Linked DNA regions of Mus musculus: all the other regions are linked to region 1. A link is a contact called in public Hi-C, HiChIP or PLAC-seq and promoter capture Hi-C data. All regions are on one chromosome and are shown on one strand. The core of a region is the stretch at or near the end of the contact, and the rest is flanking DNA. Distances in the headings are between cores, read along the strand shown. Region 1 holds the start of Blzf1 (basic leucine zipper nuclear factor 1). Region 2 has its middle 15 kb from the start of Tiprl. Region 3 overlaps Tiprl (TIP41, TOR signalling pathway regulator-like (S. cerevisiae)). Region 4 holds the start of Gorab (golgin, RAB6-interacting). Region 5 has its middle 7.4 kb from the start of 4930568G15Rik. Region 6 has its middle 27 kb from the start of 1700029M03Rik. Region 7 holds the start of 1700029M03Rik (RIKEN cDNA 1700029M03 gene).

The links. Promoter capture Hi-C pulls out the DNA fragments that hold promoters and counts their contacts. Hi-C and Micro-C count contacts between places; a contact is called where the count stands out from the background. HiChIP or PLAC-seq counts read pairs in DNA pulled down with a chosen protein or histone mark.
Region 2: a promoter capture Hi-C map of neural stem cells shows a contact between it and region 1. The contact joins the enhancer-like site here to the promoter of Blzf1 in region 1. A contact is called at or near these places in 7 of 39 promoter capture datasets (the 3T3-L1 cell line, the C10 cell line, cranial neural crest and 3 more), 4 of 484 Hi-C or Micro-C datasets (Th1 cells, cardiomyocytes, cerebellum and 1 more), 1 of 115 datasets of contacts at active chromatin or transcription factors (stem cell-derived neural progenitor cells) and 2 of 9 other capture datasets (adipose tissue and liver).
Region 3: a contact with region 1 is called in an H3K4me3 HiChIP or PLAC-seq map of bone marrow-derived macrophages, with 7 times the contacts expected there. The contact joins the enhancer-like site here to the promoter of Blzf1 in region 1. A contact is called at or near these places in 7 of 39 promoter capture datasets (the 3T3-L1 cell line, 3T3-L1-derived adipocytes, the C10 cell line and 4 more), 2 of 15 datasets of contacts at CTCF or cohesin (large pre-B cells and pro-B cells), 8 of 484 Hi-C or Micro-C datasets (the AtT-20 cell line, CD8 T cells, LSK cells and 4 more), 14 of 115 datasets of contacts at active chromatin or transcription factors (the 230-238 cell line, acute myeloid leukemia, bone marrow-derived macrophages and 8 more) and 3 of 9 other capture datasets (adipose tissue, liver and macrophages).
Region 4: a Hi-C map of effector CD8 T cells shows a contact between it and region 1, with 5 times the contacts expected there. The contact joins the promoter of Gorab here to the promoter of Blzf1 in region 1.
Region 5: an H3K4me3 HiChIP or PLAC-seq map of embryonic basal ganglia shows a contact between it and region 1, with 7 times the contacts expected there. The contact joins the enhancer-like site here to the promoter of Blzf1 in region 1. A contact is called at or near these places in 15 of 39 promoter capture datasets (the C10 cell line, cranial neural crest, embryonic stem cells and 10 more), 1 of 15 datasets of contacts at CTCF or cohesin (the NIH/3T3 cell line), 28 of 484 Hi-C or Micro-C datasets (the AtT-20 cell line, B cells, the C3H10T1/2 cell line and 25 more), 18 of 115 datasets of contacts at active chromatin or transcription factors (the 230-238 cell line, the HL-1 cell line, T-cell acute lymphoblastic leukemia and 13 more) and 4 of 9 other capture datasets (adipose tissue, embryonic stem cells, liver and 1 more).
Region 6: a contact with region 1 is called in a promoter capture Hi-C map of neural stem cells. The contact joins the enhancer-like site here to the promoter of Blzf1 in region 1. A contact is called at or near these places in 10 of 39 promoter capture datasets (the 3T3-L1 cell line, hippocampal neurons, liver and 5 more), 1 of 15 datasets of contacts at CTCF or cohesin (pro-B cells), 3 of 484 Hi-C or Micro-C datasets (Th1 cells, embryonic stem cells and ventricular fibroblasts), 13 of 115 datasets of contacts at active chromatin or transcription factors (the 230-238 cell line, astrocytes, embryonic forebrain and 8 more) and 3 of 9 other capture datasets (adipose tissue, embryonic stem cells and pancreatic islet).
Region 7: a contact with region 1 is called in a promoter capture Hi-C map of pre-B cells, with 9 times the contacts expected there. The contact joins the promoter of 1700029M03Rik here to the promoter of Blzf1 in region 1. A contact is called at or near these places in 15 of 39 promoter capture datasets (3T3-L1-derived adipocytes, the C10 cell line, the HPC-7 cell line and 7 more), 1 of 15 datasets of contacts at CTCF or cohesin (pro-B cells), 1 of 484 Hi-C or Micro-C datasets (B cells), 12 of 115 datasets of contacts at active chromatin or transcription factors (the 230-238 cell line, acute myeloid leukemia, astrocytes and 8 more) and 2 of 9 other capture datasets (adipose tissue and liver).

The regions. Positions count from the first base shown.
Region 1 is chr1:164,305,738-164,309,553 of GRCm38.p6, forward strand. Blzf1 (basic leucine zipper nuclear factor 1) reads right to left here and starts at 1,747. Exons shown (of 7, transcript NM_001160209.1): 1 at 1,410-1,747; 2 at 702-779. The coding sequence starts at 741. Nme7 (NME/NM23 family member 7) reads left to right here and starts at 1,935. Exons shown (of 14, transcript NM_138314.4): 1 at 1,935-2,017; 2 at 2,323-2,513.
Region 2 is chr1:165,250,188-165,254,003 of GRCm38.p6, forward strand. It overlaps a transcript of Tiprl not described here. Among named protein-coding and RNA genes, the nearest start is that of Tiprl, 15 kb to the left of the region's middle. Within about 2 kb of position 2,029, at least 15 of the 459 cell types and tissues checked have an H3K27ac peak or open chromatin away from gene starts, as enhancers often do. A contact at or near this core is called in neural stem cells, where this site is marked.
Region 3 is chr1:165,213,988-165,217,803 of GRCm38.p6, forward strand. Tiprl (TIP41, TOR signalling pathway regulator-like (S. cerevisiae)) reads right to left here. Exons shown (of 7, transcript NM_145513.4): 6 at 3,796-3,816; 7 at 1-1,893. The coding sequence ends at 1,753. Among named protein-coding and RNA genes, the nearest start is that of Tiprl, 21 kb to the right of the region's middle. Within about 2 kb of position 2,059, at least 44 of the 459 cell types and tissues checked have an H3K27ac peak or open chromatin away from gene starts, as enhancers often do. A contact at or near this core is called in acute myeloid leukemia, bone marrow-derived macrophages and microglia, where this site is marked.
Region 4 is chr1:163,401,656-163,405,471 of GRCm38.p6, forward strand. Gorab (golgin, RAB6-interacting) reads right to left here and starts at 2,014. Exons shown (of 5, transcript NM_178883.6): 1 at 1,868-2,014. The coding sequence starts at 1,928. It overlaps Gm24940 (a small nuclear RNA gene), which reads left to right and starts at 628; the gene lies at 628-747.
Region 5 is chr1:165,097,439-165,101,254 of GRCm38.p6, forward strand. No RefSeq gene overlaps it. Among named protein-coding and RNA genes, the nearest start is that of 4930568G15Rik, 7.4 kb to the left of the region's middle. Within about 2 kb of position 1,938, at least 4 of the 459 cell types and tissues checked have an H3K27ac peak or open chromatin away from gene starts, as enhancers often do. A contact at or near this core is called in embryonic basal ganglia, where this site is marked.
Region 6 is chr1:164,986,187-164,990,002 of GRCm38.p6, forward strand. No RefSeq gene overlaps it. Among named protein-coding and RNA genes, the nearest start is that of 1700029M03Rik, 27 kb to the left of the region's middle. Within about 2 kb of position 2,190, at least 46 of the 459 cell types and tissues checked have an H3K27ac peak or open chromatin away from gene starts, as enhancers often do. A contact at or near this core is called in Th1 cells, astrocytes, hippocampal neurons and 3 more, where this site is marked.
Region 7 is chr1:164,959,033-164,962,848 of GRCm38.p6, forward strand. 1700029M03Rik (RIKEN cDNA 1700029M03 gene) reads left to right here and starts at 1,855. Exons shown (of 2, transcript NR_166148.1): 1 at 1,855-2,006; 2 at 3,468-3,805. Gm39692 (a long non-coding RNA gene) reads right to left here and starts at 1,363. Exons shown (of 3, transcript XR_865701.2): 1 at 958-1,363.

The sequences.
Region 1 (3,816 bases), core at 497-2,996:
GTGCACACTTATGCATGAAGCACAGCTTCTGGTGTTTCACAGTATACACTGGTTTCCTAACAGTGCTAAGAAATGCCTGTATAACCAATCCAACCCAGCATTTCCAAATTCATTTGTTCATAGAATCATTTCCACCTGATCCTTATTATTTAAATGCCCCAGACCTTACTATCTGTTTGCTAAATTAACTGTCATCACTGTATTTTTAATGTACAAGTCTACAATTTTAATATTTAGTTAAATTGTTTATTTTAGGTTTGCGATGAGCCCTATAGGTAATGGTCCACCCCTCCTATGATGGCAGTGCTATTCACATGCTTGAGAGAAAGTTCTGTTGTTATACTGACAATCACATTGCTCTCCCGAGACAGTTAAAGGATGCAGACAAGTGACATCAAATATAGGTATAGTTTTCATTGATCCATGTAGCACAAACATCTGTTTTCACTAACAATAGTTACAGTGTAGTAAAAATAAAACGAACAGTTGTATTACCTGCCTTACTAGATAATCAAGGGGGAGCTCTCTGAGTTCAAGGCCAATGAGTTCTAGGGCAGCCAAGGCAACCCAGAGAAACCCTGTCTCAAATAACGCCCTCCTACTCCAAAATAAACCCAAAACACAACCCTCCCCCCCAAACCAAAAAAGCAACCAATCAAACAAAAAACCAAATCAATTATTATCAAAACAAAAACACTTACCTTTGTTTTCCGAACTTTTAAGGGTAGTCATTTTTTCCATAACTAATGAGAATACAATCCAAGACTTTCACCGAAGACCTAGAGATGTATACATACGAAAGAATTAAAGCAATAACAATATATTCAGAGAATGCATCTACTTTAAAAGTTATTTTTTAATTGTTTCTGTCTTTAGTACCCACGTTCTTCATTATTTCCTTTTGACGGGCTGTAATGTATACCTGTTAAATAATGAAAACCCAGGCATAGGTTTAAGTGGTCTCTGGAGTCTAGACTGTAGAATAGGTGACCACACGTCCTAAAAGCTGACTGTTCCTAGATGTATACGATTCAGTACCCGGTCTAACTTCCTGAACATCACAAATCCTTGCCCTGGGAATGCATCCTGAAACTCTATCCAATGGCAAACAGAGACTTTAAAGTCAGAAACTTCGCTGGGACCATGCGATGCCGATGAGCAAGTGTCCTTGTCTAAGAAACACCGGGTGAAGGTGTGGGGAGGCATGGGTGCCGAGTTTAAAAGGAGAGGAGGTGGAAAAATTAAGCCTGTCAGCCTCATTCCCCAGGAGTATGAGCCCAAGTTTGTCCCTGTCAGGAGGAGCCTCTTCCCAGAACAACCTTTAAATCCCAAACCAATGGCTGCCGAACTCCAGCCCAGACCATCCTCTTCCCACCGCGTCCGGCACACGGGCCGGCTCCAGGACTTACCTGTGATATCCTTACTTCAATGTCCACCGCTCAGGCTCTTCACTCGCTCAGCAGCCGGCTGACTTGTAAACTCCCCTGGCACTCGGAAGCCAACCCGCCCAAGCCTCCCTGACACGCAGCGCCTCGCTCACTCTAATCACTTCCTATTACACAGGGTTTCATTTCCGGAATGCTCTTCTGAAGGACAAGGACCAACTGACACTTCGTGCTGTGTGTAAAATGAAGAGAGACAGGGTCTACTATGTATCGGCTCGGAAAGCGAAAACTGGAAGATATCTACTTAAAAAAAAAGTACCAATAGATAATGCAAGCGGTATGGACGCTTAAACTTCCGGGTCACTACCAGCCAGACGGAAGTGAACGCGTTGGAACGGAGAAGGTGGCGTCGCGTTGCCCCAGGCGATGAGGCAAAGGGTGGATCTTTGAGTGAATGGGCGGGGCCTAATTACTCCCAGCCAATGGAGACGAAGCAGCTTCGAGGCGGCGTCTTCGAAGCAGTGGCTGGAGGAAGGCGGGGCTTGCGTTGCCAGAGTAACCGGATCATTGGTGGTGGTGTAGTCTTCCTGTGTACAGGAATCTATTTCCTGTGCTGAGATCTACAAACTATGGTAAGTGTTATAGGGAGGCCCTATGAAAGGCTCCGAGACCCTGGTTACGGAACATCCAAGTCTTTGGGCGATTGGGCACCCCGCCTTTCATCACCTCTTACCTCGCTAGGAGCAGTTCCTTCTGCCTCTGCGCACCCCTTTTCTTGCAGCACCCTAATTTCCATTTTAGCGCCACTAAGACCTCAAGCTAGAGCAATGTAACAGAAAGTAAATGGGGGTGATATGGAATCTAAGAAAACCCGATGAGAATTATTTCGAATAAACCGTTTATAAGCTTGCATTGTTTATCTTTTTCGTTTTTCAAGCTTGCAGACCCTTATCGACGTGGTGCTGTCTCAACACTAACTTGGATCTGAATCTCCCTGAGTGCTGGAGTCAGTTCTCCCAAGCGGTGGAGTTCTACCTTGCATCTCCTACCAGGACCGCTTAGTAATAGCTGTCTGCTGGCTCAGCGTCTAGTTCATTTCATACTTTCCAGATCACTGTGTTTTAGCAGGTATGTTTTTCAGGATTACTTGGAGAGTTCTAGCATTCACCAACACCACCATAAATTATGACTGAATAGGAATGGGGCTTGATACTTTGCGTTTTAATAAGCCTTTAGATGGTTTTAATGTACCCATTGCTCTAGTGCACAGAGTTCTAGTTAACTCATCTTTAGTCATCTCTGCACTTGTGCGTGGTGGACGGGACAGAGCAAAATGTTGCCTTCAGGTGGGTGTAGCTGTGACTTAGCAAGAGGCATCTGCACAATGAGGCTTTCTCATTGACTGACGTTCAGCAGTCCTTTTTGTTAACCAATCTGGTCCTTTGGTACCAAAGAGACCTTTTCAAACCTTTACTTCACAGACCCAATCTCTTTCCTCCCTCTTTTCTCCTTTCTAGGCACTTGACAGAATCTAAGAGGCAATGTATTCAGTATTGGATTCCAAATAATCAATGATTTTACCTATTCTGTAGCCTCGTATTTCTACTTTAACGAAGGAAGTGTGGAAGTGACCGTTCATCTGTTTTGCTCTTGATTTCTCTTGCTCCCATCTATTGTAACCATTTGTGGCATGAAGTTAGTTAGCATTTGATCTGGTGTGTGTGTGTGTGTGTGTGTGTGGTGTATGCTGATTTTGTTTTGTTTTGTTTTGTTTTTCGAGACAGGATTTCTCTGTATAGCCCTGGCTGTCCTGGAACTCACTTTGTAGACCAGGCTGGCCTCGAACTCAGAAATCCGCCTGCCTCTGCCTCCCAAGTGCTGGGATCAAAGGCGTGCGCCACCTCGCCCAGCTAAGCTGATTATTATATAAGTACTTTTCTTACTGTGACTCATGATTCATCAAAATCAAAACTTGGTCCTTGAGCATGAAGAGTGGAATTCTCCGGGCATGCAGGCTTACCTTAGAGACAGTCCTCTTACTGTTTGGTAGAAAAACTGGGGCTGGGGGTGGGGTGGGGTGGGGTGGGGGAGGCCTAAAAACAGTTAATTAAAAATCTCAGGGTTCCCCCTCCCCTCCATTTGCTGTCAGTCCTTTCTGAGAAGCAGCAAAATGTTTTGAAAGGAGGGGAAGCTAGATGTCCTTCCCTCCGTGTGCAGTCTGGGCACAGGCAGACAGATGTATGTGGCAAAGGCCGATAGGGTGATAGTGTCTGTGGAGGATGGAGGTTGTTCACTGACATAAGTATATAACCAGCATTGGGGGTGGCTCCGTTGGTGAAGCACTTGTCTTGCAAGCGTGAGGACCTATATTCAGTCCCCCAAATGCACTCAAAACAAAAGCTAGACATGGTGGCATGTGCCTGTAATCCCA
Region 2 (3,816 bases), core at 779-3,278, 940 kb after region 1:
GAAGGTTTTGTTTTTGAAATAAGTCCCAACAGTCCTCTTCCTACTTTTGTTTCCTTAGAGTCTGCACATGAGAGAAAATATGCTGTGTTTCATCTTTCTAGATCTGGCTTACTTTTCTTAACACAGTAATGATGGTCTCCCCTTCCGTCCAATTCTCCTGTGAAGACAATGGTCTAATTCTCCATGTATAAGATATATAAAGACATAAAGAGTGCCCACTCCCTGGGGCATTGGGCCTATAATATGCATTTTAATGTCATCCCTGTTGCCTGCTGCTTTCCAATAGCTAAGGCAATATATATTTTCCCTAGTTCCTGAGGGTGTGATGCCCTGGTTCTAAATGTTAGTCTGAAAGTTAAATATGAGGGCACAGGCCTATCATCCTAGCGCTTTCAAGGCTGAGGCAGGAGGATCATGAGTTTGAGGATAGTCTAGGCCTTATTTAAAAAAAAAAACCTTCTTCTCAAAAGTAAAAGTGCAAACAAATATGCAGAACATGTTATTCTGAGGATAAGCTACAGACAGAAACATTTGTTTAACAGGTGTTAGGACCCAGTCGTGACAGCCACTTCAAAGTTCTATGTGAAAGTTTTGAATAGGAGAGAAAAAACCCCTTCACTGCAGGGTTGGTGAAGAAATGTGTAATGGGCAAGGAACAGCCACTTCATGGGAACTCCCCTTACCAAAGGCTTCCATTGTAAACATTTCTCCTCATAATCCAACAGCCTGTGTAAGTAGCACACACATCCTGAAAAACACAATTCAACTTTAAATGTTATGTCCTACTAGCTGTCCATCTCACTGGCCACAGTTACCTTGGGCTGGAGAGATGCCACAGCAGTTCAGGACGTCAATGCTCTTGAGTGGATCTGGATCTGAGTCCCAGCCCCGACGTGTGACTCACAACCATCTGTACCTCCAGTTCCAGGGAATCCAACCCCTTCTGCTGACTTTGGTGGGCACCAGGCACACACACACACACACACACTAAATAAAATAAATATTAAAAAATTAAGCTATCTTTTCTCATAGTTTTTTGGTGTTAGCCTAGTTACACAGGAGGCCATCCATAATGGGACATTTCACATTTAGCCTTACAATAGAGAAGTGATTTTCTTTCTTTCTTTCTTTCTTTCTTCCTTTCCTTTCCTTTCCTTTCCTTTCCTTTCCTTTCCTTTCCTTCCTTCTTTCTTTCTTTCTTTCTTTCTTTCTTTCTTTCTTTCTTTCTTTCTTTCTCTCTTTCTAATTATCACCTTTTAAAAAAGATGTATTCATTTTATTTATATGAGTATATTGTAGCTGTCTTCAGACACACCAGAAGAGGGCATCGGATCCTATTATTGATGGTTGTGAGCCATCATGTGGTTGCTGGGAATTGAATTCAGGACCTTTAAGAAGAGCAGTCCATGCTCTTAACCGTTGAACCATCTCTCCAGCCCGAGAAGTGATTTTCAACAAAATATTTTAAATTCAGTTTTAAGTCTATACATACTGTGTGACATAGGGCCATCACCAAAGCTGAAATTGGAATGATTCTTGCAGTAATATTATTTTTTCTCCAAATATATACATTTTTTTTTCCTTTTTTTGAGACAGGATCTCACTGGTAGCCTTGGCTAGCTTGAAACTCAGAGAAATCTACCCGCTTCTGTGTTCCTAGTGCTTGGATTAAAGGCATGAACCACCACATGCTACTCTGTGAAGTTTCTATCATTCATAGCATTAAAATATTCAGTGAGTCTAAAGCTTCAGGAAAGAGAAAGACATTATTACATTGTATTGGACTAGAAGGGTTTTTTGTTGTTGTTGTTGTTGGTTTTTGTTTGTTTGTTTGTTTTGTTTTGTTTGCACTCATATTGGCACTACATGTGTCCCTTCTTGTTTGCCTTCCCGGTCATCTTCTGCTGCTTCTTATCCTTTCCTTTATTTCTTCCTGCCTCCATTTCCCATCAAAGTTCCCAGAGTGGTTCCCAGGGCAGCTTTTGCTCACCACTTGGAACCTCGGCCCCAAGCCACAAAATGTGGCTTCTGCAGATCCAACTTTGGCCACTAGGGGACATCTGCTCTCTTGGCATGAAAAGAGAGGTGGAAAAATCCAAACCTAACAAACGAAAAAACAAAAAACAATACAAAACAAAACCCTTTTCGTCACTATTTTCTCCCAAACCAAGGGCAAATACAGAGAACTAAAGAGAAGGCCCAGCTTTATGGCTAACATGGTTTTCGAGTTTAAGGTGATGAAAGAAGACTGTACATTGTCACAGCTGATGGGTCGCAGCCTTGTCCTGTGGCCATCACGGGAGAGTGGGGGAAACTCGCTGTCTCTCAACACTTCTTGTCTCAGTCTTGTCTCCCTAGGCGTGACCTCATTACCTCGGGAAGATTTTCCAACCTGTTCCCCTTCCCCCCAGCCCTGGGACCCCCTTAGCGCCCTCCTCTTCCATCCCATCCACCCCTTTCACTTCCACCTCCAACCTCCTCTTCTGCTTCAGTCCTGATCTCCTTGCACTGGCCAGGAGGGGAAAACTGGGCCGCCTGCTTCGGATTAGGGTTTCCTTAGCTCTCCAGGAGGGCTCAGTGAAAGCAGAGTTGAGTTTTTTTTTGTTTGTTTGTTTGGTTTTTTTGTTTTGTTTTGTTTTGTTTTGTTTTGTTTTGTTTTGTTTTTTATCCCTAGGCAGTCTCAAAGGGTCTTGATTGTTCATCTCCACTGCCCAACAGCAAGTTGGGATTAGAGTCATGTTTCAAATCCAGATCTTCAGCCTTCAAGGGGTGGACTTCCTCTAATACCGCAATCTGTCCTTTAAAGGACTAGTGAGATGGCTTAGCAGGTCAAGGTGTTGTTTGCTGTTCGATGTTCACCATCTCTTGACATTTAATTTTACCCACCAGGAACCTTGTTTCCCTAGCTGCTCCTAACTGGACTGAAAAAGGAAAAAAACTCAGTCTGCTTCCATTCATTCCTTGTAACTACTCGACCCTGTAAACCCTGTTGTCTGTCTTTTCTTCTTGATGCTCTTACAAAAACCCAGCCTGAGGACCTGTGGTTCATCACCAGGATTCACGTGGTACAAAAAGAGAGCCCACTTGTACAGTTGTCTTCTTGACTTCCACATACTTCTTGATGGCACATGCAAGACACCTCCCTCCCCCACCCACCCACACATACAAATAAATAAAAGGTAGGTGTATGACAGGATATTTTAAAAACCAATGGCAATAATCGAATGTTGTGGATTTAGGGTCAGCGAGATGGCTCAGTGGGTAAAGGAGCTTGCCACCAAGCCTAGCAACCTGAGTTTGATCTCCAGAACCAACACAGAGGAAGGGGAGAGCCAACTTCTGCCGGTTACACACGGACCTCTCTCTAAACATGCAAACATGCTAAACAAATATTTAAAAATATTTAAAGAAAGCTGTTAATTTGATATGTTAATTGCATCGTGATATAGAGTTCTAAAGCTGAACAAGGCCCGTGGAAAAAGAGACCTTCTCCAAGGTTCAGGGCTGCATTGGAAAAATGGATTCATGTATGTATGTACATATGACATGAAGATAGAAGTGAACTCAAGAGCCAATGGGCCTAAGGGAGGAGTGTGGGAGGAAGTATGCTCAATGTGTGTCCTCATGTAAGAATGTCCTTATGTGATACAATTCCATGAATAGTGGATTTTTTAAAAAAGGGAACGTCCTTATGAAATCCAGTTCTATAAATAATGAATACAGGACAACAAAAAGTTTAATATCCTAAAAAAGAAGAAAAATGATTTTTTTTCTCCATCCTGCAAGAGCACTGGTTCCAAAACTTCCTAATTTTAC
Region 3 (3,816 bases), core at 809-3,308, 910 kb after region 1:
GATGTTGGCTGTGGTGATATTAGCCACCTTTCTCTTGTGCTCTGAAGAGGAGGCAGTCTCTGTCCTTTTTCTCCTTGGAGCTTCCCATTCTTTGAGATTCAGTTTGTTTTGTAATCCCACTTTCAGTTGTTCAAGGCATGGTAATTTTTTTGACTGCCTGGCTTTTTCCCTGGTTATGGTAATGACAATCTCAAGGCCTGCGACAGCTTCTTCAAAAGCAGAGAGGAATACCAAAGTCGCTCCTCCCATCTTTCTCAAGTTGTTATTTCTGCCATCACATCTGACACCACGTGTAGATGCTTCTGCATTCTCTGGCGGACCTTAACCCCACAAAAAGTTGTCTCGGTCACCATAGGAGATTTGGTTCACATTCACATAAATACCAAAATAAAAAATAAGCCATCAGATCCTCTCATACACTATAAATTACCCTGTATTTCACTCATAATACCTAATACAAGGCAAATAGCTAAAACTGACAGTCAGGGAATGACAACAGAAAGTCTGTGCGTGGTCATAATCGCTGGGATGTTTTCAACTGTTTGATGAGGAGCCGGATGACTCCACATACACAGCACTCGCCGTATAAAGGACCAACCACATTCTATCGCTTCATTATGTAATCCCTTATACCACATCAGAGAACACGGTACTCAGAACTGAAGGGGATGCTATGCATGACATGTACCCATGTGTTCTGACTACTTAAAAGTGCCCTCAGGAGTGTAAGGAGCAGAGGGAGAAGAGAGACAGGCGCTTAAAGGCGAACAAACTAGGGGATCGCGTTCATACCTAGCAGTTTCCATTTGTAATCTGCGTGGGAAATGTGTCTGCAATACTGAACGGGTTCAGAACAAAATAAATGAGAACGATACATCCTAATCCAATCTTCAAGTAAGTCTAAGAAAAGCTGAAATAAACAGCAAACTATGAATACATAATTCCTTATTATTTATTCTCCTCTTACAAAAGACACTTGGACAAATAAATATAAAATGGCATATGTCATATTTAGAAATGGCCAAGGACACACCTGGGTACTCCTCACAGGGATACACTAATACAATCTTCAGATGCACACTCCTCCTCCCCACCGCCCACCTCTTTAATTTTTTTTAAAAAGTCAATTATTTTATTTTAATTCTCCACAATTTTTAACAATGAATTATCAAAATAAGTAATCTAACACTACTCAGAGACAAAGACATTTAAATGAAAAGATTTAAAAAATACTTGTGTGTACAAACACACACAATATGTTGCCCAGAAACTCCAACTAATGACTAATACAAGATTAATTTTGTAGGTGACATGTCACAACTCTCCGTAAGTGCGAACAAACACCAGAAAGCCCACAGCCAAGAGCCAGAGTAGCACATCAGCATGCAGTCAGCATCCTATGGCGGCCGGCAGGTCCCAGGCATCGGGGCTCAGTGACAGCCTTACAGTCAGCCTCCTCACAGTGAAGACGATGCTTCAGGCCGGATGCAGACCATGTCCCCTCATGAGACCCACACACATCACTGCTGACGTAAGCTCCAGAGCACATCTCTCTCTGGAGCAGGAACTTGAAAACAGACAGGATAAACAGGAGTTGTGTGGAACCTGCCTGCAGCAATCTTTTATTTTCCTTTAAGGCTACAGAAAATCTGCGCATAAGCAAGGAAATTAATTCTCATAATAAAAATACCCCTACAAATAGCCAAGGTTTCCAGTCAGGTTCCACATGGAGAGAGTCTGCTGTACCACATTTTATTCTGAGGGCGTACTTTGTGAGTCCACTGGGTTAGGATCAATTCTTTCTGGAAATACGAGCTTCTCACAAACTGCTTCCTTAATTGGTAAATATTGTGATATTTCATTAGGTTCCGTGAAGAGGGAAGGTGGAACATGCTAGGAAAAACATAAAATCGTATTAGTATATTCTCAGTTATGGCTCACACGATTTCTGAAACCTTCTAGTGTAAGAGTTCACAAAGCATGCTAATTTCAGCCCTGGGGACACTCCACGTAAGGAGGAGCATTGAGTGCTCCCCCAGATAACAGCTGCTTCCTGTTACTCAATCGTTCAACTGTGTGGCTGATCTTCAAGGAACTTGGTGTCATAACTGACAGTGCTACTGTAAGTGCTAAAAGAATCCCACACATTTTGATCAAATCCCTCCCTAGTACCCGTTACTTGAGTAACTTGAAAGTTCAATCTTTAGTTAGAGTCCAGTACACATTCTACGACAGTTACTAACTATTCTAATCCAAGCATACACTATATTCAGACAGAGTAAGTACTATGGTTTAAAAAAAAAATACTTATTTTGTAGACATGTACTAAGCCAGTTCATCACAAAACCCAAGTGCCACGGAAGGACTTCACAAATTCCAGGGGAGCAAAAAATACAGGAAAATTATGTCAGAATAATTACAGATGCTGGTACAGAGGCACCAGTTTTTGGAAGAAAAAGGGATGTGTAAGAACATATACATACAAGTGACATCACAGAGGAAGTAGGATGCATCTATATGTTTACAATGATGGAAGAAAGAGACAGTGAATTTGAAAGACTAAGGAGATACAGGACATGGGAGGCCTTGGAGGGGAAAGAGAAAATTTATGGAACTCTAGTATAATCTCAAAACATGAATAAATTATTAAACATTCTAGAGGGTCAGGTGCTAAGTCAGAGGAACATCCATGGCACCAGCTGCAGCGATGGGACTCAGGTCACACCCCTGCCTCTCAGCTTCTTCAGAATGAACAGGACTCAGATGGATGGCAGCGAAGATCTCCAGGTGCCCTGGTGCTGGAGACAAACCCAGGAGAGACCCACCCTGCAGAGCCCAGGAGGAGCACATCTTCTTTGGAAGGGGTGGAAGGACGTGGTTCCCACGCCTGGAACAGGGCAGAGGCCTCCATGATGTCATGGCTGCTGTGGCCTAGGGCTTGTTTGTATAATTTAAGTATTTTCATGTTCCTCCTTTGAGGAATGTCCTCCCTGTTAACATTAATGACTCCATCAGTCCAGGAGGCGAAAGTGTAGCTAATGTCTCAGTAAAATGGTAAACCCTGGGACCTTCAGGACAGCCCTTAAGGCTGTAAAAAAACTCTGAAAACATGAGCTCAAAAATATATAATTTCTCAACTATGTAAAATATAAGGAACTATACAAGGTGTTTCACTAATCTAAAGGAACAAAAGCAGCTGTGCTGTGAGCCAACTGGTCAGGAAGATACTACGGAAGGAGATACAGAGAGTTAGGGAGTGGTGATTGACGGAGATCCTACCCAGCTAAGTTTTTTTGTATGCTTAAAAAGGCAGACAGATCCCTGGGTTTGAGGTCAGCCTGTGACTGAGGGAATTTAGATCCAGGCCCCATCCTGTTATCTTATCTCTGTGCTTAACAAAGGCTGACAGATATCTGAAGGGCTCTGTAATAAAAAGTGTGCTTGCTGTCTCCTAAGAACCAAAGGCCATGGGATGTTGACTCATAGGATAATCAAAAGGGAACCTGGGGTAATGACTGAATTGATATCTACATAAAAAACTAGGTTTGTGATCTTCAAGAGATGTCTTTAGGCCTGCAAGAGAAAGCTGTCTAGAGAACAACATAGGTTGTCCTGAGACTTGACTTCCAGTTGTGTGTTTTTTGCTACTTTCAAACAGAACTCCCAAGCAGAGGCTGGTCCTTGGCACACATTTTCTGATGCAAATTTAGATGAATGGGTGGGATTAGTGGGATATGAGACTTAAAATGAATTATTAAAATTCAACATCTAAATACTTAAAATTTAAGTACTTACCATTAAATTAGCAATTTTGCT
Region 4 (3,816 bases), core at 764-3,263, 900 kb before region 1:
ACAACTCGTTTGTCTCTAACTTTTGGATATTATAAACAAGGTGGCTAAGAACATTCTTGACTGCACATGCATTTATGCATTCGAGTGTCTCAAAAGCACCCTGTACTTATTTTGGCTGGCAACAGATCCCATCTTCCTAGATTATTTAACTGCATTCTTAACAGCTGCGAGGAGGACTCGATTTCTGCAGCTTTAAAAATGGGAAACCAAGGAGACTTGGTATTTTTGTTCTGATCACTGTGTTCCACTATGGCTACATAAAAACTGGAAGATACTTCTGTTCTTACAGATGTCATAGATGAGTGATTTTATACCCACAGTCTAGCGTTTCATGACCAAGTGACGGGCCTTAAAGTTTAGGTTCTCATCACCTTCTAACCAAATCCAAATTAAACAGTTAAAATATACTTTTTAGATAACAAACATATTGGAGTCCTACATTAAACCTTTGTCAAATCAAGCTAAAGCCAAGATTCAACCTCCATGAAATGTCCCCAGTGTCCATTAAATCCTCAGCGTGAACTTGCTCTATGGCTACCACCTTATTGTACTGTCTGTCTCATGAATCTACAAGGTCTCTAAGGGCAAAGATGTCCTGCTACTTTTGACATCTCTAAGGCAGACGTTGTGCTTCATGGCAGGTTAGCATTCCCCATGACAAGGACGGAAGAGGCCCCTGGACCAGACAACACACCTGATTCAAATACTGAGAACTGAGTCAGATCAGATCTAGGTGCCTGCATTTGTACATATAGGTATATGAATGGAGAATGAGTTACAGAAGGAAAGAACCTGAAAACAGCCAGCTGGACAGAATCAGTTGGAACACATCTGACATGATAATTCCATGACAGTACTAAGAAAGATCAGCCAGTCCAGTCTTCCCCACATTGACCCCATGTTAGTAATTTACTTCCTTCTGCACCTGTCAGTCCTAGATAATTCACATATCTAGGCTAAATATTCCAAGTACCCAAGACATATCCAGATATCTCACAAACTATAGACATGGAAGAATTTAATTTTATCCTTAAGGTACTTTTTAAAATGTTGCCAAGAGTGGCACAAAGTTCTCACAGAAGTGATGGGCATTTCCAAGCCTACCACAGACATTTTTGTGAAATTGCAATCACAGGTCAAGAGCATTTTACATCCTTTCCTACCAAGTACTGGAAAACTTAATAAATCAGAAGCAGCGTTATCGCAAGCCCATACAGTGATCTATAATTATTCCAGAAAGCCCCCCGCCCCATCCGGGGCAGCAGATTTCCACTGTCCCTGAAGGCAGAAGAGACAGACATGTAAGTGCACTGTGCATGTACACACAAATACACACACGCACTTCAAATCTAACCTCTCGAAAAGTCCTTTTAGTTTGCTGACTCCCAAGAACTGGAAAGAAATGCAAACTCATCTGGTAGCCAGAAGTAAAGGCAATGCGGATGGATCATAAATACCACTTCTTCTGCGTTGATTCACTCTCATGACACCTTTCCCAAATATCTGGTTTTATAAGTTCACAATTATGATGCTGTATATGCAGTATTAGTCTTCATTCACCCTGAACCCAAGTTTACAACCATTGGTTTGGGTTAAAAGCCTCCCTTAGGGGCCATTCAGGTGGTGGCTTCGCTTTCTCTTCCTAACCTCATTCCTTTTTACAGGAAAACATCAAATCATCAGAAAACAGATGCTAAAAGAGAAACCCCTGGGCCGTCCCTCTGGCCTCTGCAGCAAAGACACCTAGGGAATCCCACCACCCCTGTCCCCCAACTTGGAGTTCCAGCCCCCACGCCCCCTCGCCCACTAAGACGGCCTCCTGTCCTTCAGACTCGAGACTCCACACCCGCGCGCAAGTACACCTTACCTTTATTCTGCTTTAGTCTCCTCAGCTCTTCCTCAGAGAAGCCCGCCCAATCCTGAGCCATCCGCCTAGCCCTGGGCACCCAAAGAGTGCCCAAATCTCCGCGCGCAGACTGCCAACACAGCTCCACAGGCACATCCGGGTTCCTTCAGTGGCGCGGCGAACAGCCAATCAGCGTGCCGAACTGTGGCGCTAGGCCTCCCTCTGCATTCAGGGACCCGGTACCTGTGGGGCTGCCCCGAGCGATGCCTGAAAGCCTGACTCGGTGGACTACAAAAGCACGGCCTTCGCTTCCACTCACAGGCCTCTGCTACACGTTCCAGTTCTTCTTGCTTTATATCTTTGGGGGGAAGTGGGGGTTATGGGAATATGAGGAAGGGTTGAGGAAAACAGGTAGAGCGGCAGTGACAGAGGAGGCCTACAGGTCGGAACTGCCTGACTAGCTGGGCGGAGCCTGTATTGCCTGGGAGGTGGGCGGTACCGGAGCATCCTTGGCTTGTAGGTTCTAAGTCATGGAGAAACAGGGTGTAGGGTTGAGATTTAAGCATTGGCCAGTTCACTTCTAGACAATAACATCTAGCAGATTTCGATTTCTTGTTTCTATGATGAATGAGTCTAAGAACCTAATCCTTATGCCAAGATATTTTGCTGGTCTCCTCCTGCCTATAGAAGTCCCTCAACACACCACACTCAAGTCCTAAATGGTGATTTTTTTTTCTTTTGTCTAAAGCTATCTTCTTGAGCTTCCATTTCTCCGTTTTAAGCAGAGTTTAGAAAATTAGAAGATGCAAAGCTTGTCCATGTATGTGTAGGTCAGCGTTTTTTAAACCATTTCTTTTTTTCATTATTTTTACTAAAAACAACTGAAAACATTACATTGGCTACATTGAAAATTTTTTTAAAGAATATTAATTTTCGACTCGAGAGTCAATATTTTTAATCAAGTTGAAGTAAAGGAGTATACTGGAAAATAAAATATGACACCAGCAATTGAAATGAGCAGTTCAGTTATATAAGTATCAGAAAAAAGTTTGACATCTTTCTTGTAATCTTTGAACTTTGAAATGTAACAGGTTTTCCAAAATTCAAGGATGCCACACATGCTTATCTTAAAGATGAGTTTATTTTCAATATATTTGAAAGGCAAAATACCATCCAAAAGGATTAGTTTCGTTCAAGTTTTGAACATAGACTAAATGTGTAAACAGATATACATTAACTCCAGAATAGAATGTATTAGTCACAATCTGGTAGTGGATTCAGCTTGCCCTCTGCACACAATAACCATTTACTAGTGACTCAACAACAATTTTAAACCTACTTGTGTGCTTTCTGTTACATTTTATTTATACATTTTCTATAAGACAAGATTTATCACTAATCTTAATAGAGTCAGTAATTATGGTATTTTAAAAGGTTTTGCCTTGCTTGTGAATGCAAATCAAGGCACCAGCAAGAGATAATAAAAGCCAATAAAATACATCTGTATAAAATTATACTTTCCCCCTTGCAACATTCCAAATCTCCTATTTGTTGTTCTGTTGGCCCTTCCTCAAGGAGTTCACTTTTGTCAAATGCTGTAGGAGATACTGGTGGGAACTAAGCTCCAGAAGTCTTTGCTCTGTGGGAGTTCTTGGTTCTGAGTTGAGAGAGTATCTCAGTTGAGAGTTTTGCTGGAAGTCTCACTCACATTATACTAACTATATTTAAGGGGAAATTTTCCCCATTTGTGTAGTAAATTTGGATCCTACCACCATATACACAAAGGGTATTTACTGTTTTCTCACACACAAAAGGCTTCCTTATTCTCCAGAGCAGTAGGCTGTGTTTTTCTAATCTTTATATATTCTCTTCTTTTCAGGCTCTTTACTAGTTTGTTTTCAATTATATGTAAGAAACTCAAACTTGAGTAGTTAGCTTTTGTAGTATTCTCTTTTTATATTCTTTTAAGT
Region 5 (3,816 bases), core at 688-3,187, 790 kb after region 1:
CTTCTTAGCTGCCACCAAACAAGAGTCCCTTGAAGACAGAAGCCACATTTCTTTCTGCCATTTATTCATTTTTCAAACTATCGCAAGTCCCAGTATTGTCCATGTTTTCACATGCTATTTGCTAAATGATTGAATGGTGTGGCTTAGTAGGAAGCACATTTAGGCTCCTGTTTTCCTTTAGAACAGCAGTTCTCAACCTGTGGGTCACAACCCTGCTGGAGGCTGCAAAACAGATATCCTGCATCTCAGATACTTGCATTCCAATTCATTTTTTTCCATTTTTTATTAGGTATTTAGCTCATTTACATTTCCAATGCTATACCAAAAGTCCCCCATATCCACCCACCCCCACTCCCCTGCCCACCCACTCCCCCTTTTTGGCCCTGGTGTTCCCCTGTACTGGGGCATATAAAGTTTGCAAGTCCAATGGGCCTCTCTTTCCAGTGATGGCCGACTAGGCCATCTTTTGATATATATGCAGCTAGAGTCAAGAGCTCCGGGGTACTGGTTAGTTCATAATGTTGTTCCACCTATAGGGTTGCAGATCCCTTTAGCTCCTTGGCTACTTTCTCTAGCTCCTCCGCATTCCAATTCATAACAGTAGCAAAACTACAGTTATGAAGTAGCAACAAAATAATTTTATGGTCTGGGGTCACCACAATCTGAGGAACTGTATCAAAGGGTTGCTGCCTTAGGAAGGCAAAGAACCACTGATCTAGAAGGGGTTCCAGTAAAGACCTGTTTCACCTTGAGGCAATCTGCAGCTATCAGCTGTGTCCTTCTCCCTACCCCAGGCAGTTGCTGGTTTAGGAGATGGAGTGAAGGGTTTTGGGAAAGGAAGACAAACAAAATAGAAAATTTGAATTCTCCAGATGAAACAAGTAGGAAATTTTAGCTTATTGCCCATACTCTGTAGCTCCTAACATTATATGTATCCTTTTCTAGGGGGGGGGGGAGAGCCCAAGAAGACTAGGAGCTTTTGAGCTAAGGTTTTGGGGTTTGTTTTGCATTGGGGGTTAGAGAGGCTTGTAGGGACCTTAGCCACCCAGGTGTTGGGGTTGATATCATAACTGGACCAAGGGGTTTTTAACTAAAGCTAAAAGTATTTGTGGTCATTTGAATAAGAATATTCCTCATAGGCTCATATACTTGACTACTTGGTCTCCAGTTAGTGGCCCTGTATGGAGAGGTAGGGGATATGGCCTTGCGGGAGGAAGTGCATCACTGAAGCAGGTTTATCCAGGTCCCTCTCAAAACGTGACCTCTCAGTCTCATGTCCCAGCCACCATGCCCGCTATCAAGCCTCCCACAATGACCGACATTCACACCTCTGCAACTATAAACCCAAAGGCACCGTTTCTTATGTAAGTTACCTTGGTCATGGTGTTTTATCATGGCCTAAGAAAAGTAACTAAGACAGTGTTCAAATAACCTCTGGTAAGGACTAATATCCCTTAGCGATTCAGAAGCCATTATGAAAAGTCTGTGGTGACAAATAGAACTAGAAATGCCTCCCCAAAGCAAATTGCCGCGTCGACGTTCCAATTTTCCCTTGCAAGCCTTTAATATACACTCCAGAACACTACAATTTAAAGGTGTGCTCATTGCAAGATGCCCAACCCAAATTATAAACTTCTATTGATGTATGCCCTCATTATATATGCAAAAGCATTCTCCAGTTTAAAAAAAAAAAGGCAAGAGGTAAATAAATCTCAGAAATGGGTGAGCCAGATGTTTAGAACTTCACCTATAAAAATAAATGTAACGTAAACTATTTCATTACACCGCACACCTAATTGTAAAACTGCTAAGCAAACACTTTCAGGGCAATTGGGCAATTCACTTGCTGTGTCAGCTTTTCAATAAACCTGACAGGTGAAGAACATAAGTGTCGTTCATCCCTCTCTACCCCTGAGCATACTAGCTTTAGCTCAACCCAGCACCACCACGCCATCTTACTAACAGAGAAACTAACTTAGCCCCAAGTTATCTGCTCTTAGAAAGCTTTGCTACACAGCCAATTTGTTTGCCTTAAAGGAGTTTTTGGTGTTCTTGCTATATCATACCAAATAAAAGTCAAACTGGACACACACAAAAAAATCTAAATGTATTGTTATAAATTACATATGTCCCACTATATGTGTGCATTAAATTAGCTATTGCTGTGTTACCATCATTTTCTACTGTAAAGGAAACTGTGATAAAACATTTCCAGAGATATAAATTTCTAATACCCCCACCTCCTACCCTCACCAATCTACTGAATCCCATCCTTGCTATTGACCTACTAATTAATAGCTATCTCTGAGTCACTGAACCCTCTGTATAGAGAGATGATGGGGTCACCAACAGCCTTAATTAGTACTTATCCACCTGCTTCATCAAGCCAAGCACTATAAAAATCAAATTAATCAGCTGCAGTAATGTGATTTCTCAGTGCCTACTAATCAAGCAGGGAGGGGAAAACTACTTATATGCAGAAAAGACATCTGGGTGTGGGGTGGGTGGCAGAAAAAGAATTAGCCTAGAGGGCAGGGAACCTAGAGGAAATACAACTTAATTCTTCATTAGTCGTGTGTTACAGCGGAATAAGCAGGCACACTTACTGTCCTAGACTGCTTTCTGTTGATGTGATCAAAACCACGACCAAAAATAACTTAGGGGGAGAAGGGTTTATTTGCACGTCCCAATGACAATTGACCATGAGGGGACTCAAGCAGGAACAGAAGCAGGAGCTATGTGGGGAAGCTGCTAACTGGCTTGTTCTCCGTGGTTTGCTCCGCTACCTTTCTTATAAAACACAGTCATTGGGCTGGAGAGATGTCTCAGCAGTTAAGAGCACTGACTGCTCTTTGAGAGGTCCTGAGTTCAATTCCCAGAAACCACATGGTGGCTAACAACCATCTGTAATGGGATCTGATGCCATCTTCTGATGTGTCTGACAACATATTAATTCTTAAAAACAAAAACAAAAAACAAAACAAAAAAACCAGCCACCTCTCACACGAATCATTAATCAAGAGAATGCCCCCACTGGTGCCCCCACACATGCCCACAGGCCAATGTGATGGAAGTGCCTCCTCAGTTGAAGTTCCCTATTCCAAGGTGACTCTATTTTTTGTCAAACTGACAAAAATCAACCAGTGTACATTTCAAACATGGCATTTTCACTTTGTAATACATTAAAGCTGGTTTTGGTGGTGGTGGTGGTGGTGGTTTTTTATTTTTGTTTGGTTGGTTGGTTTTTGTTTTTTTTTTTTGAGACGGGAGACAGGGTTTCTCTGTGTAGCTCTGGCCATCCTGGAACTCACTCTGTAGACCAGGCTGGCCTCGAACTCAGAAATCTTCCTGCCTCTGCCTCCCAAGTGCTGGGATTAAAGGCATGCGCCACCACTGCTCGGCTCCTTTTTTTTTTTTTTTTTTTTTTTTAAAGATCAAGCATTAATCCACCAAGCCTTATAAAAATGCAGGAAGCTGGCCTTGGTGGTGCACATCTGTTATTTCATAACTTAGGAAGGTGAAACAAATTGATCAGGAATTAAAAGCTAGTTTGGGCTATATAATGAATACAAAATAAGGCTGATATATAATCAAACTCTGTCTCAAAAGAAAGATACATGGGGAGAGGGTAGTACTGGATTCCACCACCAGGCTTAGTGCAACTAAAATGTGCATATGTGTGTGTGTGTGTGTGTGTGTGTGTGTGTGTGTGTGTGTGTGTTGTGATGTATGTGCCTGTGTGCATGTATGTGTGTGTATGTGTGTACATGTGTGTATGTATGTATGTGCATGTGTGTATATGTGCATATGTGAATG
Region 6 (3,816 bases), core at 940-3,439, 680 kb after region 1:
GATATGGGCAGTGACTGGGTGTGGATTTACTCTTGCACTTGCGCATAAGACTTGTTTACTAGTTAGGCGCAGTGGAAGCCAGCGCCATCTTATAATGGCGATTGCTCACGGCACGGCTCTCCACATCTATAAAGGCATTTTCAGAGAGATTTAGCTGAAGAAGGAAGACCTACAATGAGTGTCGGCAGCAGCATCCCATTGGCTGGAATTTCAGTTGAAGAAATAAGAAGATACAAGTGGGGCACCCTCATCCATCCCTCTCAGCTTCCTGACTGAGGACTCAGTGTCACCAATCACCTCCCTCCATTGCTGCCATGCTTTCCCTGTCACGATGGACTCTGTCCCTCTTGACTGTGAGCCAAAATACACTCCTCATTTCTTAAGGTATTTTGGTCCAATCCTTTATCACAGCAAGAAGAAAGAAAACTAATTCAATCTGGAATCCAAGAGGAATGAATGATCCCTAATACACCTCACAATCAACTTCGTGGTTTCTGGGCTGCCAGTTTTAGCCTAATTGGCTCTTAGTGGGAACTTGGAATAGATCATTTGGCATTGCCCAGGGGAAGGGCTTAGAAAGACACATATTAGTGCTGCGTGCAATGTCTTCCTCTGGAGTAACCTTACACTGCAAAACAAGATCAAACACCACTCACCTCTTCACAAATCTAAATATGGTCATGGCTTCTCTGGGGACTAGTTGACTGGAGTGGAGAAGTTTCTAATCATAAATGACTCACGGGCCTCACAGGCTATGTCTAGTTCACCCTACTCACATACTCAGTACATCATTTCTGTTTTATAGGAAATTCTTATGTATGGATTACTTTTCACACAGACTAGTTTTATTTCCTCAGACTAAACACCAGGGCCTTCAGAATGGAGATTAAGTATCACTAATGCAATGTTCCAAATAATGAAGTTTCAAGTCAGATTAAATGACTGGAATTGGCTCTCTAATGCTTAGAACTCGCAGGGAGCTAGGAAACAAGAGAGGCAAGGTAACAGTAAGGACATGCACCCAGGCTTCCAGCTTTGGTACAGAATGAGTCGCAACACTCGTCTGACTGCCTGGCAAGCCTTAGGCAAAGATGTACAAGCTTAAGCTAATAGAACCTTTAACTTCGCTGCCTCAATTTACTCCATTTCAATTTACTGAAACAAATATGATCCAAGTCGAGAAGCACCACAACCAGGACTTCCAGCTCTGACCAAGACACAAAAACCTTCCTCTGAACTCAAGTTGACCTTTTTCTTGAGCCAAAAACACTGAGTGGAAACAAACATTAAAAAACAAAACAAAACAAAACAAAAAACAAACAACCCTGCAGCTTTATGGCTGGAAAGAATCTAAGCTAATCTCACCAATCCTTTTGCTTTACAGATTAGGGAACTGAGGTAAAGACTTCTTATTAGATGAAGTGCCCAGAGTTTTAGTCTAGTAAAGACAGAATCAGTGCTACTTGCCAGGTCTCTGGATTCAAGACTAAAGACTTGAATTAGATCCACAAACTTACACCCCAGCAATACTGCCATGCCAAGGACTCTCCACAATGCCAAACAACACATTTAACAAAATACTGCGTTTCAAATGAAACGGTTTCCTCAGGTCAGAAGAGAATCCCTTTGCCTGTCCCCATCAGTTCTGAAGCACTAGCCGGCTAACACCTATGAATATTTCTTCAGCATGCTCTAGAACACCATCATTTCATCCGGTCCTTCTCTTAATCTGATGAAGTGGGTACCATAGCTACCCACACTTTACTGAAAAGGAATCTCTGATGTCAAAATATAATTGGCCCTTGTTCTTACAGCAAGAGGTCTATGGTAAAAAAAAATACAGATATAGGCCACCTACCTTCCTGACCCAGCACTTAGTCATTATTATGCTGACAAAAGACTAACAAGAATATAATCCAAATTTAACCACAATGAGTAAGACTGAGCTCTGATCTCAATTTACTTTGTCCTCTGGGCTACTCAACATCTAAAATTCCAGTTCTCTAACCTATATCTGTCACCATAGGAGAAGATTCTACAGTCTCCTCCACTAGCTATCCTCTAAAGCCACCAAGCCAAGATTCTGCTGAGGCTGGGAAATCCTAGCATGTTGAAACCTCGGTCACCATGTGCTTCTCTGTGGCACCTGCTTGGGATCCAGGGCACATCAAGTCTCTAGAATGAAATTAGCATTTGCTCTCCTCCCACGCTCTGTTCTGCTAAATTATGCAAATGAGGGCTTTAGGACGTGTGAACAATCCTAAATGTTCTCTTAGGAAAGGGGAGGGAGGAACACAAACCACAAATCAGGCCTGTGTAGGCCTCAGGATTAAACATACAAAGGAAATGGTATATGTGTATTCCTTGGTTTAAAGCATGTTGGTTTATTTTTGTCTGTTATGGGTAGGATTATAAAAATGCTGTGTGTGTCTAATGGTACTAGGAGCCCCTTTTGTATCCAGTAATATAACAGCCCTTCTGAGGATCTCTGGTTCTGCCTTATGTCTCAGAAAAAGCAAGACCCCCTGTGGCCAGGAAATTAGTCTATATTTTCCAATAATCTCCCGTGTGTATTAACATGTTTGTATATTAACACATACCTGTGTGTTAAAATGCATGTGTTAATATACATCAACTCTCTATGATCCGAGATCTGTTAGTCTCTAATTAAAAGATGATGTTTCTACTGCTGAGATCAACTTCTTTCGAGAACAGGGGAAGAAAGGCTCTAGAAGGAGGGATACAAAAGGGGACCCAGGGAGTGCTTTGGTAATGATTCTGTGTTGTCTGTGATGTTCTCCAGTGTAGGCTGAAGAACTTGGGATAAGCAGAAGCAGATAGAGTGATAGAGCAAGAGGAAAAATGGGTGTGCAGTCTAAGTGGCATGGTTCTTCCCATAACCAGCCCCATAGAGCCTCATGCCAGCCCTGTGAGGAAGGTCCTTTAAGGGCTGCCTGGAATGATCTTGCAGGATGTGCCAGCTGAGGGAGCCAACAAGAGAGTCAAATCAAACCCACATTCAGTTTGCCAAGCTACAGTCGCACAGGCCAAAAGTATTGAGTTTCCAGCTCATACAAAAGTGTTATGTGAGCTGAAGTCTGCATATCATTGTCTCATTTACTGACAGAAAACTAAGACTGTAGATAGTGAGCCATTGGCCCAGGGTCACTGCAGTGCATTTTTTAGCAACAAATGAAAATCTATCTGCTCCCCATTTTGTTCCTTCTGCAAGATCGTCTTCATGTTTGATGAAATGGGAGAAAAAGACCATCAAGGAAACTCAAATCCAATGCATTGAACATCACCGGAAGTGCCTAGTGAAGTGTCTCTGAAATAAACAGAAAGTTCTGGAACAACACTAATTACAAGAAAGCACAATGACAGGCAGACACATACATTCCCCTTTATAGTCATAGAGTAACATTAATCAGCCATGTAACAGTGAAAGATCTTGTCTTCAGCAAAGACTGGAAAAAGAGCTTGTGACTGACAGCCCTAACAGTCAGGTGAAGAACTGAAAATCAAGCAGCACACAGTGGAGTCAAATGAGTTGTTTATGTTAAAGAGGAACGGGGAAACTCCACAGAGACACCCTGGGACTTGAACTTGGCCTTTAGAGTTTTAAATATATGTATATGTATGTGTGTGTGTATATATATATCTGTAGCATTTCTTTAAGAAGTTGTAAAACCCAGAGAAGTAAAACTTGAGCGTAGGCTCTGAGAGCCATCACTGTGCTGAGCAGTACCCTGAGCCATGAGCTGGGGAGAGATGACTGTGCCTCACCTTGGTCTGTGCTGGGCTTTCCAGCTGAAA
Region 7 (3,816 bases), core at 605-3,104, 650 kb after region 1:
AGACCAGGGGAAATGTCTGGGTTAGAAACGATCATTTCATAGTCTTCAGAATATGCACAGCATATAAAGCCATTATATTGGGCAAAACACACAAGCAATGAGAATTGATAAAAAAAAAAGAGAGAGAGAGAGAGAGAATCCCAAAGAGAGAGCTCAGGATTCTCTAAGTCCTTGGGTTAGAAGATGAAGAGGACATGGTGAGGGAAAGGAGATGTAATCAGGAGTGAGGGGGAAACCAGCCTGGTGTGGTGTCCTGGAGACTGAGATAGGAGAATGCAGGACTGGGGCGAGTAACTATGTCAAATGATGGTGGATGTCAGAAAACAGGGATGTGAAAGTGACAGCTGACTTAAGCAAGGTGGAGATCATAAATGACACAAGGGAGAGGTCACACTAGATTACGGGGAGCAGAAAACTTAGTGAAGGGGGTCCAGAGAGGCCCGGGAGACTTAGTGACAGCATAGACAACCCTTTAGAGGGAAAATGCTAGACCACACTCATCTTGTAAGTGCCATGGCAGAGACTTAAGAGATAAAGGGCTGCAGTTGAAGGCGAAAGTGGGGTCAAGAGGGAGAGCTGTGTTTTGATTTTTGGGTCTGGTCCAATAAGAAGCTTAACATCAACCACACCCACTGATTATCTTTCCAATGATCTGAACTCATGGATGCACATCCCTGAGAAAACTGTTCTGTGTTCCTGATCCTTAATGCTTCCGATCACATTATTTCTACATAACTATTCATACAATCTGGTTCACAGTCGATCTTTTTCTTTGTATAAACAATGGAAATAAATAATAGATAATATCTTGGGAGCATTCATAATAGTTACTGCCTCTTTAGTTAAAGAATGACTCCATTTGGGGTGCCTCACAAAAACGCAGTAATGAGAATCTTCCACTCATATTTTAACAATCAGAGAAATCATTGTTGATTTCAAAACTGAAAGGAAGTTCACCTCTGGGCCCACACTGAGTCTTCTCTACCCATCTTCTGCTGCTACCGTTTGGTATCTGGCTTGGTCCCGAACATTCATGCAAAGTTCCAATGTCAGTGTAACTGACTTCTCAAAGTCACACACGCAGCATGCTTCTCCTAACGGGAGGGATGTTAATTTCTAGGCGACTCTACAGTCCTAGCTGCCCTCATCTGCCCTCACTTTCCCCAGCGTTAGCACCGTTGCTTGCTCACAGTGTTGCCTTAACCATTTCCTCCACGTCTTCAAAGTTGTGGTTTCCTGCCCCTTTGCAACACAGACATAATAAACCACTCTTCAATTATTTTTTACTACTTCTTCTGCCTTTGTCCCAAGTCGAAAGAAGTCAAAACTCTGCCAAGTTTCTGTTACTGAGTTTGTCTCCCAAGTCAGGGGCCCTGCCTTCTCCGCAGGTCTCATTGTTAGGTCACAAAGCTTTTGAGATTCTCACTGCAGAGCTCTTTATTTCCATCCCAGTGAGTACTGAATAGTTTCTCCTTCATCCTCTTGTCTCATTGTGCCCTTCAATTCCTTTTCTTGATGAGTCTATCTACTCTCCTGTCTGTGATTAAAAAAGAAAAAAACTGTTCATTTTGAACAGAGAGTAAAATGAATAATTTGGAACTACAGTTGCCTCACAAGAGTAGGGTGCTGTCTGATAAAGAAAAATTTCCTCTCTGCCTTTCACTTACAGATACCAGTACATGTGTACACATTTTCACATGCTACACTATAGCAAACATAGCTTCAGATTGCTCATAACAAGTGCTCACCCTGTGTGAGGCAGTCTGATAGCAGCTGGTGTTTATTACCTCACAATTCCTCCACACATCACAACCGAGGATGTGACAGGGGTAAGGCACCTGCCCAAGATTACACAGTTAATAAATGACTGACTGAGGTTTGAACCCAACTCATTTGACTTCAACACTTACAGAATTGACTACTCAGATAAGAGAGAGCCGTCTCTCAGGGAAATATGGAAAAGCAATACTCCACAAACCTCAACGGCAAGAAGAGTTCCTCCAAAGGTGAGATCTTGATGAAAGTGAGCAATGTCAGTATGCAGTTCTTTGAAATCTCACAACTTACCTTAAAATTCATGACAATTTTGTGTCCATTCCATAATATATCCAGATTGCTTTCTATTACAGGGATAGTTAACTCTCCCAAAGGATACAAAAGGCATTTATAAAATGGATGACAAACATTGTAAGGAATATACTTTCCTCCAAATGAATATAAATTCTATGAAAATCTCCAAAGACCTTTGAAAGGAAATGCTCCGCCCCTTTCCTCTACCAGCAATATCTGTTGAAGCAGTATGAAGGGGAGAGGTGAACACTGGATTGTTTTAGCTCTTGTCATTAAAGAAAGCGTGTACATTAAGGCAGCACAGAGAAGGTATTGATTTGTGAGACACAAACAGTCAAACACGTACATCCATTCTCCATCCTAAGCATCCATCTCCTCTAAGACCCCGCTCAGATGCTGAAGGACCAGAGAAGACTAAATCACAAAGCCCAGTTTCCCTTGTTCTCTCATGGAGAGGCTTGCTCTTGCACATGTGGACACACTAAGGATTTTACTCTAGTTTCTCTCTCTCTCTCTCTCTCTCTCTCTCTCTCTCTCTCTCTCTCTCTCTCTCTCTCTCCACATATGTGTGTGTGTGTGTGTGTGTGACATACATGATATATATGATGTATGTGTGTATTTATGTATGTGTATGTGTGTGTGAGAGAGAGTAATCTAGCCCCTGTTGCTTTCCCATTTTATATTTATTTCTTTTAATAGTGAGCCTAAGAGAGAGACTCTAGATTTAAGCTCACATGGTGCTTGGGAGTCCCATTCTTACAGTCCTGAGAGCTGATAGGAAGCTCAAGACACACACACTGCCTCTGCAGCTGACAGGAGCCTCCATCCCCATCCCTCTGCATTTCTCCCAGCTTCTCGGTGCCAGGAATCTCTAGGAGGGCACCCGAACCTTTGGTCAGTCTCCCTCACGCCTCCGCTCTGCTCTCTGCCCTCCCACCCCGACAGTTCCCTAGCCACCTGCCTGGGAATATGCTTACTGCAGAGCCCTTTGGTGCCACAACCCTCCACTCATGTGCTGCCCCCCAAAACCTTGTAATGGAGGATACAGTGGGCATGACTGTGTCCATTTTGTTTATGAAGAGACCTGGATGGAACCAGGATGAAGCGACTTGCCTGAATTAGTCACCCTGGGGCAAATCCGGGCCTCCAACCAGGGCATCCTCACCACCTCACTGATCACCCTCCACAAAAAATCGTGGATCCTATCAGGCTAGCGGTGTGCTTCCATCCGTGTCAAACTGACAACACTAAGAGAGATAGTCAAGCATGGCTCATTAGATACGTGCAGAAGAGCTGCGTGTTGCAGCGTTCTCTGAAATCCTGTAAGATTGAAAACACGGGACCTCATGCAGTTGATGTAATTCCTGACACATTTTATACCACTTCAATTCTGTCAGTTGTCTGAGTATGGATGCACTCCATTACTAGCCATCTGTGAGGCGATCAATACAGCAACACAGAAAGGACAGAGGGTTAGAAGTCTAACCTCCTGGCAAGCTACGCCTGCTACAATGCTGACTTCACCTCGTCAGACTCTGATGTCACCTCTCCAGATGCTGCCGTCCTCACCTACAAGATAAGGAAGACCAACAACATAATCTCAAATGTTCCATGAAGTTCTAAAGTGGCAAGGTCCTGTTTTAGGCATGTGAAATTAGACGGCTAAACATTGTGCTTTCTAAAATCCTCCCTTGTCCTAACATTTCAAAGCTTCATAAACATATTTTCTGAGTCATTTCTCTCTTG